Linked DNA regions of Triticum aestivum: region 1 is linked to region 2. The links are chromatin contacts, called in public Hi-C maps. All regions are on one chromosome and are shown on one strand. The core of a region is the stretch at or near the end of the contact, and the rest is flanking DNA. Distances in the headings are between cores, read along the strand shown.

What was found. Hi-C and Micro-C count contacts between places; a contact is called where the count stands out from the background.
Region 1: a contact with region 2 is called in a Hi-C map of leaf, with 6 times the contacts expected there. The contact joins the promoter of LOC123049009 here to the promoter of LOC123052091 in region 2. A contact is called at or near these places in 2 of 5 Hi-C or Micro-C datasets (both in leaf).

What each region holds. Positions count from the first base shown.
Region 1 is chr2D:122,165,195-122,169,399 of IWGSC CS RefSeq v2.1, forward strand. It overlaps LOC123049009 (E3 ubiquitin-protein ligase At3g02290), which reads right to left and starts at 2,787. Exons shown (of 1, transcript XM_044472019.1): 1 at 1,934-2,787. The coding sequence starts at 2,674. The coding sequence ends at 2,150. It overlaps LOC123049010 (a long non-coding RNA gene), which reads right to left and starts at 1,639. Exons shown (of 3, transcript XR_006423421.1): 1 at 1,375-1,639; 2 at 1-453.
Region 2 is chr2D:122,013,271-122,017,799 of IWGSC CS RefSeq v2.1, forward strand. LOC123052091 (COP1-interacting protein 7) reads right to left here and starts at 1,822. Exons shown (of 10, transcript XM_044475174.1): 1 at 1,454-1,822; 2 at 1,174-1,353; 3 at 964-1,069; 4 at 853-883; 5 at 453-486. The coding sequence starts at 1,512.

The DNA of each region.
Region 1 (4,205 bases), core at 1,537-4,036, 150 kb after region 2:
CTCTGAACACAGCTAGTGTCTTATTTACATCATCGTCAGCCTGGTCTCGACTTATCCGGCCACACAGATTGCGCAGCGTCCGCTTTGTGAAAGGCACATTTTGGGTTGAGCCGAAAAGCTGCCAACTATGTTGTACACCTTGTTCAAGTTCACATTGTTCGCCCTAAGCTGCTTCACCAAATCCTTTGTGCACACATCTACTACCTCTGTACCGAAATACTTGTAGTTGGGGGAAACTAGTACAAGTTCCCCCAACTACAAGTATTTCGGTACAGAGGGAGTATGTGCTTGTGCGATGGCCAATGAACTTTCTCACCGCAAGTAAGAGACAACGAATGGTTGTGGCTTGACCGGTGTTAGCAATGAACCATCATTGTCTGCAGCTCTAAGTAATCTGATCATTCCATTGCATTCGCACTGGCAAGACCGGTTATTCTGTTGCTCAGGCTTCCCCTACAATAATTTTTTTCTCTGTGTCAGATTTAGAAAATGAATTCCCGTGCAAGCAATATGTTAAAAATATGCCAAATCTTAATTATTTTTTCAGGTCTTAAGTGTTAACCGAGCATCCACAAACGATCTCCTGCATACACTTTGTCCGCTTGACGTTCAGCCGGCTCTTGCCATATCGTATACCAAATCCAAGATCCCAAGAATACAGGTTATAGAAATCGTATGCTTCCCCAAGTGAGTCAAAACTCATCCCCTACATTGTCTGAGGGTTTATCAGCGTACCTCCTGATTGTTTCTTCTAATAGAGTGACTCTACCTGGACAAGGGTGCCCTATCCGGAGGGGCACTTTCACTCTTAACCCAAAATTGAATTCACAGTTTTGAGATGATGCAATCCTTTTACATATAACAGTGGGGGCGTGATTTTTGTGTATCAGCACATTTGGATGTCCTGATCTGCCCACAAAACACTATGTACAGGGATGCTAATTACACGCATGGATGACGACCAAAATCAGGGGATCAACTAGTTGACAGTAGTAAAAATGTCCCCCAGACATCTATCGACATAGGCGCTGAAAATCAAAAACCATGGATCCAGAGAGAAAGAACACCCATGGTGCCTCTGGAAGGTGGACTCTGACGGACTGGTTTGGCTACTGCTTCCTCTTGCCAGCGGAATCTCTCTGCTCAACAGCGCAGCTGAGTTGCCCAACCACACCCGCACACAACGAGTCGGCGTGTGCCGGTGCCGACGGCTCGACAGACGTCAACACCAATGGATCTGGCTGCTCAACATCCGCAATGACCTCTCTGGAACCTATGGCATGTTTAACAAATCAAAGACCACCCATTGACTTTTTTTGCTCGCGCGTCTTCGGATCGAATTGAATACTTAGAATAATACAGTGGAGAAATTACCTGTCAACCGGATCCAGCAGAAATTCGAGCCCGTTGTGGCGTAGGTCTGGAAACTCCGCCATACTGCTCGCCGCCGCCATTGATTCGCCTTCCGCCATCGAGCTAGGAGGGGATGGAGGAGAAGGGCTCAATTGAGTAGATGGGGACCGAGATGTTTCTGCTGCCCTACACTTCATCCGCCGGTCAGCATTCACTGTACCTTGACGGCGATGTTTTCGTAGCAGACGGCGCGCATACGTTTCTGATCCTCCGCACAACTTTTCATTACGGAGGCGAGCCACGGCTCGGCTCGTCACCTTAACCTGAGCTTCAAAAAACGAGCCCGCGGGCTACCGTACATCACTGTTCCTTACAGTATAGCGTCAGATCACTGCATTTTTTTACACCCGTATATGCTGAGACTGACCCTCTAGCCCAGATCCCTAGAGATGGACCTAGGACTAGGATAACATGTCCAGATGCTACCGCTACCAGTAACGCCGCTCTCGAATCTTAGCAGCGAAGTTTCAGCAAACAATCTAGCGACATCATTTTATTTGGCAACAGATGCAAAAGCTTTGTCTCATTCATTAATTAAGAAATAGAAACAAGAGTTCAAAAAAGGAAAAAAAGAGACTACAACAAGGTCATTACTCTGCTGGTATAATTTGCCACCAAATTTTACCCCGCAATTGGCCAAAGGCTAGTGACATGATTTCATCGACGCCATGTGTATATACACAACTAAACGATTATCGTGGGTCTTAGCATGTGTAAAGGCTTGCAGCCAGCATGGTCATTGGTCCTCTTTGAACACCATTACGACGGCACAGACCGGGCAAGACTGGCTTCTCTCCATCCACGCGTAGATGCAACCAAGATGGAAATCATGGTTGCATTGCAGCAGTATCTTCGGATTCTCGTAGTCATACTCCTCAAGGCATATCGGGCAGTCATCCTCGTCACAATCAACACAGACTTGAGTTCCCCTGGGTTTCCCCCCTCCCGGCTGAGCTTCCATTGACGGTCCATCAGCCTTCTCATCACCATCGCGAGTCGATCCGGTGTCAGCATTGCTTCTCTCTCCGAGCAGAATAGATTTCTCCGTGTGATGTCTGAACCGAGGATCATCGTAAGGTAGAGCCCTAGGAGGGGGGCGGAAGGTGTTCAATGGATCCTCCTGCCCTGAGCCGGTGGAGGCCTCGGGAGGAACCGGCGCAACCCGTGTGTACGCTCTGGCTGGCCATGGCAGGCAGGCGCAGCAACCCGGCGCCTCGTCATCGTCGTCGGGACCGCACAGGCAGCACAGGATGGACCCCATCTGGTTGGCCGAGCTTCGTCTTCTACCCTGCAGACCAGACGGAGGAACCAGCGGTACGGGCCTTCTAGAGTTCTAGCTAGTTCAACCTATCCTCGGACTCCCTCGCTCCACGGCCGCCGAGCACAAGCACTTGGAAGGCCCGATCGGTGGCAATTTATCCAAGGGTTGGAATCCGATTCTGGCGCTTTGAATCCGGTTTAGGTTCCTTTCCTCCCTCCCTCTCCGAAGCCGGACCGCGGTGGAAGTACCTTGGTCGATCATCATGCGGGCTAGCACGAGGACTATCTAGTGAAACCACAATAGTCCAAGGTGTCCTTTGCAAAGTTATAGACTAAGCAAGACCATATCCGACGTGGACTATCTTTGCACTGGAACGCACAGTACAACAACCATTTTTTTAGAATCAGTACAACGACTTCTGAGAGAACTACTCCTTCCGTCCGGAAAAGCTTGTCCCTCAAATAAATGTATCTAGCACCAAGTTAGTGATAGATACATTCATTTGAGGAATAAGCTTGTGACAAGCTTTTTCGGAGGAAGGAAATACATGGGTAACTAAACCGCATGTATGCCCAAGTTGTGAAATCATCGAGGTAATCTCTACTGAGTTGATTTTGTCGCCTCCACCTCCTATCCGTTTTTCTCCTCCCACGTTCCCCTTTCCCCTTTGTTTCCCAGATAGGTTCTTTTTATAACCCCAACCAATACCGCACAAAATAAAAACAAACATAAATATATTAACTTAGAATAATCTAAATCAAGTGGATATACTTTCTTAAAATCACATCCTGCATTAAATCAATCAACTGAATCAATCTTATCAAAATCTCAACTAAGGCAAAACTTTCCTTGCCTTATTCTACCCATACCCCATCAAATTAAATATTACGAAATTTGATGTATGGTATATATCTTACAAAATTGATGTAGAACACCTACAGTACGGCCATTTTTATCCATTTCTCCGGACGGATGGAGTACTATATAGTCTTTCTACGCTCTGTCCCCAGGGTCACGGAGACACCTATTCGCTTGCTTTTCTTACTCTCGAAGAAAGAAAAGGCAACCTCATCACCGCCAGGAGTCTCCTCCGTTGCCGACCTCGGTCGTCGGTGGTGAGGGGGGTCGCCGGATCCACGCGCGTGGATCATTTTTTACTCTCATAGTTTAGGTTTTTAGGCTATTCATTGTCTTGGCTTCAACGATGGCAATGGCAGCGCTCAATAAAGTTTCTTCAGATCCTACTTCGACGAGGTGATAGGTTCTATGGTTGGGGATGAATTTGGAAATCAGTCTGTTTGGGCAAGGATGACGTGGCAGCGACGACATCCTCGTGGTGGACATGTGTCCTCGGGCTCCGCCGTTGCGACGACGTTTGCTCCAGCACCGAGGCGGAGCTTGGCAGGTAGTCCAGGAGTGGATGCAATTTATTGTCTGCATCATTGGCATCTGGAAGATGGTGGGTTGTGTGCCGACTTTGTGGTTTGTGGATGACATGTATGATTTCTCCTCCGGCGTCTTAGTCCTATGG
Region 2 (4,529 bases), core at 572-3,071:
TCATTAAACTAATAACGATTAGTCCTTATATAAGCACCGTAGACCAATTAAAGGATGGCAGTTTGTTTCACTCAAAGCTCCCAAAAAAGGAAGGCAGAAATATATCCACGCAAAGTGCACGATATGTAATCACAGAATAAAATCGAATTAACCATCCAGGATAAAGAAACTAACTTCATACGGGTGTTATCGTCCACATGCTACAAGTATCTGCACTCTGAATTTTTGCGGAAGGTTATAGAAAGCAGCTAACATGATGGGAACATCATTTCCACAATAATCATATGGAGTATAAACCACAACGTGTGCAAGACTTGGCAAAAAAACTACAGTTAACGTGTTTCATCACAATATTAACCTACTTAACAAAGTACAAACTGATTGTGAATCGAATCAATTTTATCCGGCAAACAAGGTAAATGAGCGGCAATTGAAATAAGAGATGGGCTTACTTTGTAATGTCTGCAGCTGCTGCTGAGGCTTCAGCTGACAAGCAGAAGAAGAGTTTACATAATTATATCCAGAAGGCAGAAGCATCATATGCTTCCATACATGACAGTAATAATGTCACATTAATCTAATATGTTACCTTATTAATGGAGGTTCATGTTAATATGTGATGAATAATATAGACATGGTGGCATCAATGTATCTAGCATTAATCAAAGGTTCCTAAATTCTTAATGCAAGCCAATAATACAGTTGCCAATTCAACAAGAGAACAATCTCTTGCTCCTGGACTTTATCAGCTCCCATTGAGTAACTCCAGTTAAGATGGACTTAGTTTCCCATGATGAACGAGTGTTAATGAACTGTATGAGGTATGAAAAGACACAAGACATTAGGGCATACCAGCTGCACCCGAGGTAGCACCTACAGCAGTCTGCATAAAGAATTGCCAATTTTAGACAAATGCTACACTGCATAACATGCTGAAAGAACTGCATGATAATTGATACTCACTCCCTGTGCCGCGTAAATCTTCCTAGCCCCTTCTAGCTGCGACATTTCTGCATCGAATGTATTCGCCATCTCCAGCACCTCCGGCGTGCTCACGAAGCGCACGAACCTTCAAGCACAAAGGAACCAGGCAAGCACCCATCAGAATCCAATCTCTTCGACAATCGACAGACCACCGACCCGAGCACCGCCGCATAAGCCATATCAGCATACCTCTCGAGGGTGCCCTTGCTGAACCACGCGGCGCGCCGGTCCAGCTGCAGCCGGATGGCCGGCTGCGGCGGCTGGGCCGCCGCCTGCTCCTCCGCGGCGCGCAGGTGCGTCACGAACGGCTTCACCGACCCCGACGCGATCTTCTCCGTCCGCCCACTGCAGGACACCACGAGCTCGCACCTGCGCAGGCACCCAGAGTCAGTCAGCCAGCCACCCTCAGCCCACGCGAAACCGCAACGAAAGGGCGAGGCATCCCCTTCCCAGTGCCCCGCTTCCTCACCTGGAGCGGCGGGGGGAGAGCTGGAAGAGCGCGTAGTCGAGCGGCGCGTCGGGCTCCATGGCAGCGCCGCCGCGGCCGGCGAGGTCGGATCTGGTGGATCGCGGACGAGACCCGCCCCCCGCCCCTCCGCCTCCGCCGGAGCCGCCCCCGGGTAAACGCCGGGGAGACGGCGAGCCGCGCAATGCAGTTCCCGCGGCGACGAGATCGCGCGGCGGCGGCGGCGTGCTGCGGATCTCGGCCGCGCGCGCCCGAATCCGATAACGTGCGCCCTGCTGCGCTGTGGGGGAGGGAGCGGAGTGGAGGGGGAGAGGACTAGAGAGAGAGAGAGAGCTCTGCTGGTTTGGTGGAGCTGGAGACTGGTACTCCCCTCTCTGTCTCTCCTCCGTGAGAAATGCGGGAGGAAAAACGGACGAAGGTGAAACCGGAAACTTCCAGGGGTGTTTCGGGGAGATTAGCGGCCCTGATCTCGAGTTTTGGGGGAGCTTAGGCGTGATTAAGTAAGAGAGATTACGAGAGATTGTTGCTTTTGTTTTCATTTTCGTTTTTTATTATCCTTTTTTTTCGCTTTATGCGGCGCTGGCTGGCTTTTCGGGATAACAACGGCTTTGAGTGGACTGTTGGTGCGGGTCTGACCGTTTTGCCCCTCAACAGAAAAACGAAAGTGGATGAGGGGCTCTGGTTTTTGAATTTTGGAGGAGGGATTTTTTGAAGAAGGATCGCTGTCGTTGCAACTGACACGAGGATGGTGGATGTGTTGGTTCTGTCTTAATTATTGAAAAAAAGTACTGCAGTGTACCATTTTTTCTGTTTTGTCAATTTGTAATCCCAATCACCAATCTTCGCGCGACAACTGGACATAAACGTTATTTACTAGTACCAACATATCTTTCGGCGTCAGCGAGTCAGTAGTACGATGTGGTCATGTTATTTTTTTATTTTTGCATGAAAACTAGTACTACGATGTAGCCAGCCATGATGAAATCGTTTGGTTGCAGCAAGGGCAATGAAAGATTTGCTACATAAGTTTGGTTTACGTTTACATATCTTGATTTTTTTGATTAATTGCTGCATTACGCATTTTGGCGTTGATATACTAGTTTGGTTTACGTTAACGTATCTTGAATTTTGATTAGTTGCTGCATTACGCATTGCGCGTTGATGTACTGGTTGGAGTTCACTTTTTGAGCGCCCATGCTATGCCTAGGGCGTGACTCACAAGGGGTATTATTGGTTCGGCACAGTGAACAGTGGTTAAGCGGCTCAATATTTCTAGTCTAGTCGTTCTATAGGATCAGGGAGCCTCGAGAGGTCAAAAGCTCGACAGTGACATCTCTTTATATATTTAGAAAGGATTTATCATTAATTTATGCAGCTCTCAGATGGCGTCTGTCTAGTTATAGCATGGCATTATTATAGTCATGCATGCATAGCTTATACAAATAAATGAGGAAGAACCAGCTCCCGATTTTCCTTTTATATCTTCTCATTATTTTAACTTTTTTTTTAGATGACTCTCATCATTTTACTTAACCGGTCTTTCCAGAACTATTTTAGCCCAAACTAAATGCGAAAACGATCTACTCTAGGTCTAAATGTTCACCGACATCTTCCTTGCTATTGAAAAATGAGTGGGCCAAGAAAAGAGAATCACATGCAAACTGTATGGTGTCTCAAATACTACCTCCGTTCATTTTTATAAGGCGTTTTAGACATTTAAAATAACACCTAAAACAGTTTAATTTTAGCTCTCTAAAATGTTTTATAAAAATGAACAGAGGAAGTAACCAAGATAATGAGCAAAAGATTATCAGATCACGAGGTAATATGAACTCAACGTGTGTGACAATTCGCCATCTTGTTGATGAAAACAACTCGAGAATTGAGAGATTTTGCAAACAATGCCTTGTCTTCAACAATAAGCAGCCGGCTTTATGCATTAACAAGATCAAAGTATATCACGAAGTGTAATATCAAGTCGGCCGAGACTTTTCCAAAACACTCAAAAGAAAAGTTTACGCTTTGTTTCTCTCACCTCACGAGCACCCACCAAAAGCCCGAGTATGCTTTAAGTATACATAATTATGTGTTCAAAAAAATATAAGTAATTATGTTTTTCCAGGGGTCAACTATAGAGGAAATTATCTACATATAAAAAATAAATATGCATCATTAGATATATCATGAGACATATTTTCATATTTATAAAATGGCCCAATTTTTCTATGAGATGGTATTATTTCTTCCGTCAATTTGTAAACCACCAATCTTCATGCAACAACAGGAAATAATCGCTACTAACATATCTTTCTGTGTCAACAAGTCAGTATGATGTGGGCATTTTATTTTATTTTTTATTTTGTTGCATGAAACTACGATGTAGCCATGATGAAAGTGTTTGTTTGCAGCAAGGGCAATGAAGATTTTGTTTAACACAGTACAGACGTAGACGCTCATACACACACATCCATATGAATGCTCGCACACACACACCCTACTCTTATGAGTACCTTCGAGAGACCGAGTCAACACATCATCTTGAGATACGAAGTAGTCACAAACGCCTTCATAGTCAACAGGACGTCTCCTCACACTGAACGCACATCGTCGAAGGCTTGAAATAAATCCAGAAAAATGGTAGATAAAGTTGGTTTATGTTTTTTTTTCAACAAGATTGATTGATTACCACAACGGTCACGTGGTGTTGGTTTATGTTTAAGGATGATACATTTATATCATACCAAAAGTTCATTTTAGTGTTGGGTTGCATACAACCGGAGAACTAGCAAGAATTTGATATATGCAATCCGAATGGCGGATATAAATTGAAGTACTTTGATTAACACAATGAAGTTCTCATGACGCCTAGTACACGAGGTTTTGCTGACTCTCGTGTCTATGGCAAAGAGTACCAAACAATAAACATCAATCAAACAAAAACACAAATCCTAATTTGATGCCCTAATTGTGTATTTAGGGGCAAGCGTGAGATTCGTCTGGGCGAGGGAGGGCGGGTCCAATCCAGCCTTAAGTAGGACTCCTACCTAAACACAGACTAAAAACTACAAGTAGTTTTTTC